2 separate regions of the Cricetulus griseus genome follow, and region 1 is linked to region 2. The links are chromatin contacts, called in public Hi-C maps. All regions are on one chromosome and are shown on one strand. Each heading gives the region's core, a stretch centred on a gene start, on an enhancer-like site or on the middle of the called end of the contact. The rest is flanking DNA. Distances are from core to core; before and after follow the strand shown.

Evidence for each region. Hi-C and Micro-C count contacts between places; a contact is called where the count stands out from the background.
Region 1: a Hi-C map of liver shows a contact between it and region 2, with 3 times the contacts expected there. The contact joins two enhancer-like sites. A contact is called at or near these places in 2 of 8 Hi-C or Micro-C datasets (the CHO-K1 cell line and liver).

Annotation. Positions count from the first base shown.
Region 1 is chr4:56,035,162-56,041,567 of CriGri-PICRH-1.0, reverse strand. No RefSeq gene overlaps it. Among named protein-coding and RNA genes, the nearest start is that of Heg1, 130 kb to the right of the region's middle. Within about 2 kb of position 4,082, at least 3 of the 6 cell types and tissues checked have open chromatin away from gene starts, as enhancers often do.
Region 2 is chr4:55,857,892-55,864,261 of CriGri-PICRH-1.0, reverse strand. Heg1 (protein HEG homolog 1) reads left to right here. Exons shown (of 19, transcript XM_027412797.2): 11 at 543-646; 12 at 3,253-3,311; 13 at 3,563-3,723. Among named protein-coding and RNA genes, the nearest start is that of Heg1, 52 kb to the left of the region's middle. Within about 2 kb of position 4,596, at least 1 of the 6 cell types and tissues checked has open chromatin away from gene starts, as enhancers often do.

The DNA.
Region 1 (6,406 bases), core at 2,833-5,332, 180 kb before region 2:
CTCCCAATTTGCTCAGGAGATCTTGCCCCATTGCCCTTCTCTGGGGGACCATGTATGCCTCTCTTAGGGTCCTCCTTGTTTCCTAGCTTCTCTGGCAGTGTGGATTGTAGGCTGTTAATCCTTTGCTCTATGTCTAATATCCATATGTAAGTGAGTACATACCATGTTTGCCTTTTTGTGACTGGGTTGCCTCACTCAGGATGGTTTCCTCTAGTTCCATCCATTTGCCTGCAAATTTCAAGATTCCATTGTTTTTGTTTTTGTTTTTGTTTTCTGCTGAGTAGTAAGTAAGTACTCCATTGAGTATCCAGTCTTCAGTTAAGGTTCATCTATATTGCTTCCAGGTTCTGGCTATTACAAACAACACTGCTATGAACATGGTTGTACAGATGTCCTTGTCATCCTTTCACTCCATCACTTTTGATTTGCTTTATTTTCTATGGCCAATTACTATGTAGAAAATGCCCCATAGAACCTCAGCTGCCCCTGGTGTTGGGCTTAACTCCCCCTGTGGGAGCCTCTCTCCAGCCTGGCTTTTCCTAGAGAGGCCACTCTGTGCTGGGTCCCAGCTGGTGTGCTGGAGTTCCCCACCTCTCTTCTCAGAACCTGGGCCCTTTCCTGTGGGTCCCAGAAAATGTCACTTCTCTACCTTCAGCTGTGATGTGATTGACATTGGATAAAAAATTCCAAGTTGCAAATACTTTGGAGTAGAACTGTGAAATCATTTTGCTTCACTTTTTAGCATTCCATTGTGTCAGGTGTCCGGCACTATTCTCACTCCCACGCTTGTTTCTTCTGCAAGTGTTAAACATCTCCTCTCAACCCACAATGCCCTATAATTCTATAACAAAAATTGGTATTATTTAATTTTTTTTGAAATTATACGTATGTGTGTATGTGTGAAAATTCGTGTGGACTCCTATAGAATACAGGAAAGTGTGTTGGATCCCCTCCAGCTGGAGTTATAGGCAGTTGTGAGCCACCATGTAGGTGCTGAGAACAGAACTTGGGTTCTCTGGAAAAAGCAGCCAGTGCTCTTAACTACTGAACCTCTTTCCAGCCCCTGTAACAAAAAAAGATCTATTTATCAGCTTAAGCACCTCAATTTGGGGGTTACAGCTCTTTCTTTTATAGTCTCACCCACACACATCTTTTTTCTATTTTGTATGTGTTTAAATCACTCTTACCATGCTGGCCTTGAACTTGAAATCCTCAAACTCCTGAGTGCTGCAAATACAGGTGTGTACCACCACACCCACCTAGCTTACCCCTCTTCCCCCCTTAAATTCTGACTGTAGCAATCCTCCTTTAAAAACAATCTAAGTTTCTTTAGCTTAGGTTACCCAAAAAAGTATTAAATGGAAAATTCGAGATATAATTCATGGATTTTTATCAACATTTCATGAATTGTTCATAGGTTCCCAATTATTGTGTCAGGTTTTTTTTGGCAGTCTCTTAGTGTGCCTAATTTATAAATTAAACTTCATCATAGGTATGTGTAGGTAAATGTAGGATTTAGTGGGGTTTGCAGGTTCGGACATCCCTGGGATCTTGGAACTGTTCTCGGGGATAATAGATGAGTGCAACAGTTGGATATTAGAATTCTTGGTTTGAACATTTGTCATTTAGAATGTTTTTAAATTTGAAATTATTTGTGTATATTCGTGTGTGTTCATGTATGTGGGTGGCTATGTGCACTGTGTCCTTCTGTCTCAAGGTGTCCCTCTGTGTCATGTTCTCTCTTTGCCCTGGTTTTCCTCACCACCTCCATTCCTCACCCCCTGGTTATGTCCTGGCTGGCAGTGAGGGTCCCTCTTTCTTTTTTCACCTCCTGTCCTGTCTTTCCCAAAGCACAGCTACTGCACAAAGCTGAACAGCATGGCAGTTTAGACATGACACTTTCAAACATTTGTCTTAAAACTCCTAAAATGCCATTTGGGGGCTCATATGTTCATTTATGTAAGATGAGTCTTGGGCCAAAATGATCTCACTGCCATGAAAGTCAGGCAAATATAGAGAAAATACATTTTAGAAAACGAAGTGACATGTGGTACATTTTAATTCTAGGTTCTACATTTTAAGACAAAACTGTGAGTCTTCAAGCTTAGTCCTTTGGTTATCCAGGAAGACGTTTGCCAAGGTTCTTCGACATACCCTGCGTTTCGCAGCCTACATCGCATACTCTGCTCCACTCTGGTCCTCTGGTGTCTCCTCTCAGTCAGTGAACAGGGCCTGGGGCAGGCTCATCTCAAGCAGAATCCAGCAAGTGGAAGTTGCTTCGTGAGGCTAGGAGCTTATTTTTGGCTATGTGAAGGCCAAAGTCACTGCTTGGGAGCTATAAAGAGGGTGCAGAAGCATGCCTGCCCTCCTCTCTGCTGAAACGGCTGTTTCCGAGGGTCCTTGAGTTCTTCATCTCTGAATCCAGGACCTTTGCTCAACTCCGATTCCTTTCTGCTTTTTGTTTCTTGTGGGGTCTCACTGCCATCCAGGCTGACCTGGAACTCACTCTGTAGCTAAGGATCATCTTGAACTTCTGAGCCTCTTGCCCCCGTCTCCCAGGTGCTGGTATTAAAGACATGTCCTGCCATGCTCAGCTTTCATCTATGATTCCTGACTCGTTTTGTACATTGGCTGTATGTACTGGTTTAAATAGCGTTTCCCTCTTTATTTTGTGATTTAATGCCTTGGCTCTCCTCTTGGTCTTCCTCTTCCTCATATGGTCAGGGGAGCATGGGGCTCAGTCCTCTGCTGTCAGTGGGTACCATGTGCCTTCTTCCTCATCATCCCTACTGCCCTGGTTCATCTGCTTCCCAAGATTTCTCCAGCCCAGCTCCCATACAGCCAGTCCCTGTGGTCCATATACCACCCTGAGTTAAAGTCAAGCAAACTCATACCCTCCATTTGTTACTTTTAAACGTTATGATATATCTTATTATCTTTTAAAGGTAGGATTATCTTTTATTTATGAACAACTTCATACATGTAAACAATGTATCTTGATCATTGATACTCCTTTTTATATCTCCTAAGCATCCTCCTGCCACCTTCTAGTCTGCTCAGGTTTTGTTGTTGCTTTGGAAACCCACTGGGGCCAATTGGTACCTTCTGTTGAATGTCAACTGCTGATTTTGTTGACAAGTCTTCTGTAGGTAACCATAACGACCATGGTATGTCCAGAAGAGAGCGTCTCACAGCGCTCCTCTCCACACCTTGGCTCTTACATCCTTTCTGCCTCTCGTCTGAGATGGTCTCTGAGCCTTGAGGGTGGGATGGAACACTCAATAGTCACTTAATTTTAGCACTTTGACCCCTTGTGAGTCCCTGGCCAAGGTTGAGGGCAGCACAAATCTATGGGTATATATATATCACTATTTAGAAGGCAGCCTGGCAATATGTCCACTTAGTAAAACCACACTGTTACAGGGGCTGGGCAGGGTTACTGCTGTACCTCAGAGATGTAGAAGTAGCAATCTAGAGAGGGGAAGTAATGTCTAGGGACCCAGGCCTCCATGTTCAGCTCTTTGCTGGCTCAGCATCCAAGAGAGGAAAAATCTGGGTGTTGACAGACTTGGGTTCCTGCCTAAGGCCTATGCCCCAAACCATGGGCTTTTGAGCAGGTTTATACTTATAGGCATGATCTGCATCCTGTGAAGCAGGTGAACACATACCTTTCGGCTGCTCATCTAGAACTTGGAGTCTGCCTACATGGTGGCTAAGAAGGGCAAGGCTTGGGTCTTCCGTAGTTGCTCAATACTGGCTTATGGAGATAGGCAGTAAATACTGATATGTAGGGAGAGTCCACTGAGTGGAAGATAGCCAGACTGCAAGGCCTTTTCTGCTCTTGCAGGTGCAGTTGGCTAGTCTGTGGCAACCATGAGGGATGCCTCCATGCCTTTATTGCCCATATACCTACCTGTCTTGTACCCAATGTGGTGTCCCAGTCTGGTGCCTTCCCATCTGGCTGGCCCCTTGTGGTGGACACCAACTTCGTATGCTTTGTTTCCAAGTGTTTCCCAGGCTGTGGGTAGGCCTGCCTGAAGGGCCTTGCAGTGCCCTCAGTGGCCTCTGTGTGGAGTTGTAGTCTGTTTGTTCTCTGGCCTCTGGGCAGGAGGCCTTATCCCAGAGCAGCTCACTCAACCCTTTTCCCTTCCCCAGTCCTAGGAGGAAATGCTCACTCCTGTGTGTGGACTGCTCCTCCCAGCTGGTGTTTACACTTTGCATTGGAACCAGGGATGGATGATGCTATTCATCAAGGACTGTCACACACATGCTCTCAAGTGACCCTCATAAACAACACTGGACAGGGGCTGAGCAAGGTTAATTCAGAGAGGCAGAAGTAGCAGCCTAGAGAGGGGAAGTGGTTTCTGAGAACTCAAGCCTCTGTGTGCAGCTGGCTCTTTGCTGGTCCAGCAGAGAGAGGCTGAGTCTGGGAGTAGACAAAGAACACTTTCAGTGAGGGTCCCTGACTTTCACTCCAGCCTTGGTCCCCAGGCCCCTGAACCCTGCCTGTACCCAAAAGCACCCATAGAGCCTGAGGGAAACCAGAGCAAATCCCAAGCCCTGGCTCAGTCCCGGACCTCTGGGTGGAGACTGTCCGTCTGTATTTCCAAACTGCTTTGGGGTGGGAGATCCCTGCCCAGTGTCCTTTGCTTGTCCAGGCCTTTGCCCTGCCTTTTTCAGAGAAGGACAGTGAAGTACAGTGGGGGCAAAGACTCACGAGACCTGGAGTCAAGAGTGGCCTAGAATGTGCTGAGAGTAGGGGGGCTGATCTTTGTTTCAGACTTCTCAAGTGACTGACACCCAGCCAAGAGTTACACTCACACATCCTTGCTCAGTGCGTGCGTGTGTGCGTGCGTGCAGCCGTGCGTGCATGTGTGTGTGTGTGTGTGTGTGTGTGTGTGTGTGTGTGTGTATTGTGTGTGCACACGCACATGTGAGAGGACACAGCAAGCATCACCAGCTGCAGGCACTCTACACGTATTACCCTAGTCACCCTTGAAACAACAAGTGTGTGGTGTGTGTGTGTGTGTGTGTGTGGTGTTGACATGACAATTCCCACTTTATAGACAAGGGAATTGAGGTTCCAAAGAGCTTGTAAAATTCCCTGAGGTTACATAGTATGGGGCTTGACCAGTGTGATCTCAGGTACTTTCGACCACCAGTGTGTTCTCAGAGGCACCTGCTATCACCGTGTGCCATTGGATGAAGGTGGAGTCCCTATCCTACTTCCATTCTTTCAGATCCAGAGGATCTGAGACCCCAAGGTCTCAGCCAGCCTTCTTTTGCATGGTCAGATGGTCAGATGGTCAGAGCTGAGCCCCTTGAAGGGGAAACAAGAGATGAGATGGAGAGCTGTGAACACCAGGCAGGGTTGTGACAAAGCGTGCTTCCCCTAGTGCCACCAGGAACAGAGATCATGGACAAGCTCAGCCAAGGAATGCTAAACCTGGGTCCAAAATCAGGTGGCGTTGGTGTCAGGCCATCCAGGCTACTCCCTGTGCAGCCTACCTCTCACCTCTGGGGCCTCCAGCAGCAGCCTCCTTGAGGCGTGGTGGTGAGGCAAATCTAGGAGCTGGATGTCTCCTCTGCATTGCAGGCTGAAAGCTGTAGGTGAGCATTTCTGCCATCCCTAGGATTCCCTAACAAGGTATGCCATCTTAGAAACAGAAGGATTGCAGCTGCTGGAGGGGGGCAGCAAAACTTCAATATTTGAGGTCGCAGTATAAAAACGAAGAGTAAGTTGACAAATAGCATTTCTTTAGTTTTGAGACAGGGTCTCACCCGAAAACCCTAGCTGGTCTGGAACACGCTGTGTAGATCAGGCTGGCTTTAAACTTGGAGATCTGCCTGCCTATACCTCTGAGTGCTGAGATTAAAGGGGGTGCCGCCACGATGCTTTAGTATTATTGCTTTGCCTGTCTTCTGCTTCCCTCCATCTATCTCCATACCTGATTCCTCTACTGGCTTCCTCTCTTTCTGGTTTGCTTTCCTTCTATTTCTATGGCTGGGTCCTTGGAATGAGCAGTGTATGGGGGTTTCTGACTTGGCCCAGATCATTTCTGTCGCTGTCCTAAACTCTCTTGGTATACTAAAATTTTTACCACTAATTGTATGTTAGTTTATCTAGCTAAAGACTTGATGCCTTGTGGACATAGATAATGTGTAGGTGTTTGGATGAGTTGGAGGCAGGCATCATGGGCATTTTAGTCTTGAAGAGTTTATTCATCATTTATATTGGAGTTCAGCATATGCCACTCACCACAGAGGGCCTGTAAGACAAGTTCTTGTTAGACACTGGGCCAGAATCCAGAAGCTCTACGATGCTGAGGGAGAAGTGAATTTGGGTCTGCCTGGATTCCCCTGCCTGGTCCCCCACTTCACACCGTTCATTTGCTTTGGCAGCGAC
Region 2 (6,370 bases), core at 3,347-5,846:
GCTCACAGGCTCTGTGTTTTGGGTTATTCTTCTTCCATCCAGAGGGAAAGATATGACTTTAATATAATGAAAGATAAGAGCCAGCTCTAAAAACAGGCTGTGAAGGCGGGGTTTAAATGAGTCCACCAGTGCTAATTTTTGGTTGTCTGCCATTTTCGAGTCCCATTCCCCTCAGAGCCAATCAGCACGAATTGGTGTTAACTAGAATTTTATTTTATGAGTGAAATGGGCCTTAAAAATGGAATGTTTGCCCCATTTCTGGACCCAGCGGTGTTTCTAATGTGGGTTGTTTTCATTGTGTGGCTGGTAATTTTAGAATCTTTAGCACCTTGGGATCTACACCTACTACAAATGTTTGCCCTGCTCCTTTGTCACCCCTCGGTTACCTTCTAGAACAGGAAGGTGTGGTTTTCACCCTCAAGAAGACTCACACAGATTGTCCTGTATGGGAATAAAGCTGGCCATCACAGAGGTTTACAAATACATAGCTTTGTGTTGGTCTCTCTGTTGTATGGCTTAACAGGCAACATTTTCCTCTTCAGTTAGAACCTTCGTGACTGAGTTTAAATTAAAGAAGACTTTTCTCAATACTACTGTGGAAAACCATTCTGACATTCACGAGGTTGAAAACGAGATCGTTCAAACAGTAAGTTTCCCGAAAGGACTCTTCACACTCACCCTTTGTTTTCTAGACCAGATTTTGTTCAGAATTGGACAGTAGTCAGGGTCATTTATATCCCCCAGACTTGCTTTTGTACTTAGAAGAGAAAGTTCAAGGTGAAGTGAAAAGTACCCTGGAAACAGAAGGTGTTGGGATCTGCGGTGTCCAGGATGAGTGCTGGCTTCAAGCACAGTCCCTGTCTACTAAGCTGTTTCTTTTTCATGTGCAAACACACCGATAACAGACATGGTGATGCCATGCACCGGTGTGGGCTTCCGGTAATAAAGAAGGGTCCAGAAAACCCTGGTGTCCCATCTGTTGTTGACACCCAAAATGACCTTCTCTCCCTGTGCTTTCAGAGCTTAGAAAGGTCACTCTCCTTGAGGGATGCCAGTGGCCTGCTACTAATTCCAATTAACTGGGCTTATGAACTCACAATGAAAATTATCTAAGGGCCTTGGATGCTGCTCTTTCCCTCTTTGCTATTATTTCTAAAAAGAAAAATGGAGAGAAAGAAATAAAAACAAAACTCAAACAATGTATTTTGTTCTCCACTGCTGCCCAAGTCAAAGATTTGGTGTTTGGGAACTGAAATTTGCCACTATGCTAAATTGGAGATGAAATTAAATTAAATTAGATTAGCTATTACATTAAATTGGAGTTCATATATTAGCCAGGAATTAGGTGTTCTTACAGGACTGTGGATTTTATTTGTATTTTAATTCCATTTCTTTGTCTACTGAGCATTTAATGTATGACAGGGACTATGTCAGATACTCAGTCCTGTAAGAGGGTAGGCAGACTGGGAGGCTCTGGAAGTTGACGCATTGTCTGAGTCCACACCAAGTGAAAGCAGAGTTGAATGCACTCCCCTAGGTCACCTGTGTTACTCACACTACCTGCAAGTGTGGGGTTTCTAAGAGCACTCTAAATTTCATTAATTTACTAGGAGGACTCACAGAACTTATTGAAGGCCAATATCTTCATATATGTGGTTCATCGCACTGAAAGGACTTAAATTAAAATTAGCTAAGGGGCAATATGCATGGGGCAGAGTCTGGGGATCCCAAATGTAAAGCTTCTAGTTGCTCTGCCCCTGTGGTGTTATTGACATTGTTGGTACCTCTTGGCAACAGTGTGTGACTTATATGGAGTACTGCCAACCACAACGCTCACCTGAGCCTTGTGTCTGAAGCATTTATTTGCACTTTGCCATGTACAGACATGGTTGACTGCCCGTATGGCTGACTTTAGTCCCTAGACCCAGAGTTCTCTCCATTGTTCACACTATTAGTGTGATTGCATGGCTAGTGATAGGGACTATGCCAGATACATGGGCATGGCCCAGGAATCCTAGCTCAATAAAATTGTTATTATCAAGGACACTGTGAGGCTTAGAAACTGCCTTGTAAGGGCAGAGGCATGATCTCTGTAGCCAAAAGTAGATTCATTGCTCTACCATTGTTGCTTCCTGGTTATCCCGTAGGTAGCTATTCTCTTCTTACATAGTGTAGGGGATTAGAGCCCTGTGCAAAAGTACAGTCCTTCATGTTACACTGTACTAAGCAACTTGGCTAAATATTTCTTGTTTGTTTGGCCAGATATCACCATATAATACACCGAGTCATGACATACCTGACCCCAACTAACATAAAGAATTAAACAGCCATTGGGGACTCCACTAACATGGGCTTTCCTAAGATGGCATTCTGTTCATACCTGGATAAAAGGTTAATAATAAAGCAACAATGATAAACCATTGCTCTTAGACTATAAAGTAATGATGTACAAAGCTGCAAACCATTTGATAACATCCCCCTCTTGACCTCATCTTCCCAAGTCAGGGGGCTCTGGAACATTGACTTTGAAGACAGGTGGGTCATCTGAGATGAGATATTGAGACTCCCTGCTCCATTAAAGGGATCTCCAGGCTGGGGAGGGCAGCTAAGGAGGGCCAGCTTGGCTGTGGGGGGCTACTGAGGAGGCCCAGCTTGGCTGTGGAGGCTGCTAAGGAGGCAGGCACAATGCTTCATGTGGCCGAGGTCTTTCTGTTCTCTCTGGGGCACAAGGTAAACACATAGCTCTTAATTTGTTCTCAACAAAAGAGCTCTTGACCCACGTCATGTAACTTCCCACAGAGAGCCTTTCTGAGGAAAACCTATCTTCGAGTGAGGTCAACTCATTGTAGGTTATGAGGAGCCTGTGGGGCCCATCAGACCTGGGGAGCTGAGAGGAGCTGAGCCTTTCCAGCAAGCTTGCTCGATATGCAGAGTCCAAATAAACAGTTGCCTGGGTTTTTTGAAACCCTGGATCTTACATGGGATTTTCTCCTTTGAAGATGTTTTGTTTCCGAGGGTGCTTCTCTGAACATCATTTCCTGCCAAGATTTCTCCACTGTCTGCCCTACTCCCTTTGTTCTCAGGGAACAACAGAAAGATACTCGGGAGGGGAACACAAGGCTACAATACTTTGGGTAAAGCTGCCTGCTGATAACTTGATGGCTAGAAACTACCTATTTTATCCTGAAAATAGGAAATTGATTCTTGGTTCAGGGATTTTTGTCTGACAGCCCTGTTCTTCGTTTGTTTCAGTTAAACTTGTGTTTTTCAACGTTGCCTGGTTATATACGCTCTACGGTTGGTGTGTCTAGGTAAGAAACAATTCCTTTTGCTTGTAAATCGGTCGATGGAATAGGGGGGCTGTTCCCACATGGGTGATCAAAATGAAGGCAGTCTCTGTTTTATGACCAATCCACTGTGTAACCCAAGGCCAAGGTCACTGGACCTTTGTGTTCTCCTATTCTTTCATGGAAGAATGGCAGTAACATTTACTTGCAAGCTGCCTGGGACCCACATGTTAACTTTGGTCAGTTAAGGCCTTACTTACTAACTTTGCCCACAGAGAGCCCAGTACACTGGCAATCTCACTGCAGTCCACCTTTGCCCTGGCCTCCAATGTGACACTATTTGACCTGGCTGATGGAATCCAGAAATATGTCAACTCCTGCAGGTCCTCTGCTGAAGTCTGCCAGCTCTTGGGGTCTCAAAGGAGAATCTTTAGAGGTAAGGAGGGATTCCTCTAGGACTCCCATAGAACGGGGAGACATGGGAGGTGTTTAGGGCTCAGGCAAACTCCTGCACAGAGCCTTCCTTTAGAATGTCAGAAGCACAGGCCTTTACCATATTCAGATGCACACAGTTCTGTCTGTGCATGGCCTTTAGGCATCTAGTCTTTGGCTTCCAGCTGCTTCTGTTTCTTCTATACAGTGCTTGGGTGAGAAGATGCCACAAGAGCTGATGGAACCAAAAGCTATTACCCCTGTTTCCTAGGGAGACAGAAATTGACAAATAGAGTGGGTAGACTTGTCAGTGATCCATCAAACTTCATGGGGTGATTACTAAGAAAAAACAAAGACCTGTGTGCAGTATTACCTGTTTTTTGTTTCCTATCATTAAAAACATATGATTATCCAAAGAATGCACATCAGGATGCTCCCAGGAATGCCATAATGATGAGGGTCTCCCTTCCTTGCTTCTTGTTTTGTCAGAGGCTCTTGCCCTGTGTTAGAGTAAGGCCAATGAAGAAGGTGATTAAAGACAATTCTGAAAGGCACATTTGCATCTTGTGGGGATAGTTTTACATTTGGGAGAAGAAAACTTGCTGGAATCAGAAGTACCTCTAGGCAAAGAGAGCTAGTTCCTGCTGGCACATTGTAAGTGATCAAAGTGGACTCTGGTTAGTTTGCTGTACCACTGGATGAGGGCTGGCAAAGGAAAGAGAGCCTAAGCTAAGCCTCCCCATCTGGCATGCAGATGTTAGACATAAATTGAAGGTATCGGGTTTTGATGCCATATCCGCTGGTCGGTCTAGGATATTCCCAGTAGGTCAGGATTTCGTAACTGCTGGTCCAGGGGCTTTCCTTGCGTGAGCAAGTGCACCGCAGAGCTTGGGAGTTGGCAGTTACGCTTCCATTGTCAGATAAGCTCTTGGGGGTTGGCTGCTTAGTAATTGGGGGAAAAAATGGACTAAACATAGTCGAGTCGGAGTGTCTTGTTCCAAAGTTCATGCCCTGTTACAGTGTCCTGGAAACTTTGAGGCACTCTGGTTTTATGATATTATTTCTCTTGCCAAGGACCCAAGGGTACCATTTTTTTTTCTCCCACTGAGGTAGGTACTATTCAGTTTGCTAACCATTTCTGGACTGCACATTGTGTGGTCAGCATGGAGCCAGGATACTTTCTGTTGCCAGCACATGCATCTGTGTCTTGCAGATCAAGTGGCTGGATTATGTGGATTTGTAAGAGCCTGTTCCTAGCTGTGCCTACTCAGTCAGCTGCCTTGTTTGGACTGCCCCCGTGTGGTTTATGGGAAGACTCCTGTGAGGCCATCCTCACTGCTCCTCTCCTATTCCTTGAGGATAAAGACAGCCATGCATATGGGCCAAAATTGGGTTCACATCCCTGTTTTTCCTCCAGACCTTCTCTGGGTTTGGTCAAGGGGTCCAGTTCTGATAGTTTTTTCTGGAGCTAGAGAGGTAGGCTAGACCAACAGGTGCTATACACCTGGGTCTCCAGCATCTGGGCAGTGAGGCGATAGCATTGACAAGCATGGTTTTCTACCTCAGTTCACTGAATGTCCGCCTCCCTCCTCTCAAAGCACTTTAGTTCTCATGGTCTCCTGAGGTTTAGGGACTGTGGAAATCCCCTGTGGAATGCCTCCACCTTAGACTCATGTGTGTGCCCATTGTCTATTTTGATGGATGCTATGGCCAGGAAGGACCATGGGAATTGTGAATGCCGAAGACTCACATCACCAGGGATCGATTTAAGTGAGACTCTGAAAGGTCCTGTTGGGTGGCTTTATGAACAATGTTTTTGAGAAGGCTCACGAAAGTGGCTCCTCGTGGCAGGGGTGAAACCTGCCCTCCCTGTTCAAACAGGAATCTGATGCTGGGAGGAAATGGTTGCTTTGGCATGGCAATGCTAGCAGCCCAGATCAGTAGACAGGATGGAAGGAAAACTTAACATTGACTTCCAGAAAATACCTAATGAGACCGGGCATTTCAAAGGCTAGGATGGCCTGGACATCGCTTTATCAAGAGGTGTTACTCTCTGTTAACTAGTTGACTGGCAGAGCCTTCAAAGAAGTCAGACGAGAGGTTGTGGAGGCCAAGGTCCTCCCCGGTGCCAGCTCTGTAGAGTTGTTTTTTTTTTTTTTCTGAGATTTTTTTTTTTCCATTTAAAAGTTTCCCCTTAAATACAAACTTTTTACAATGAACAAAGGAACTCAGACTTAATACGTCAGCTTCCAATGATAAAGGCAGGAAATTCGGCACTGAGAATTGAAGCTGGACCCTAACTCACCCCACTGGGACCAGGTTGTCTCTCAGCCTCAGTTCTCAGGACTCTCAAAGGGGTGGAGGCTGGGGATTCCATGAGGGTTGTCAAGCCCTGGCATCATCTCATCACTAGAACTTGCCCAGACAAGGGTTAATCTTGCAGTGATAATCACTGGAACCTTCTGAAGAGCTCTGGTCTTTTCGTTGAGATGGAAGAGGGGAGACTATGCCTACAAAGTTGACCCCCAACTTTCATTGTGCCAGGCACATACCGCCCATCTCATTGCAGCTCTCCTCCCACTCTGAGCTTGCTCTTGACCTCCAACAGCAGCCGCAGCACACGTCTGCCTTACTTTACCTTGTGCATGTGT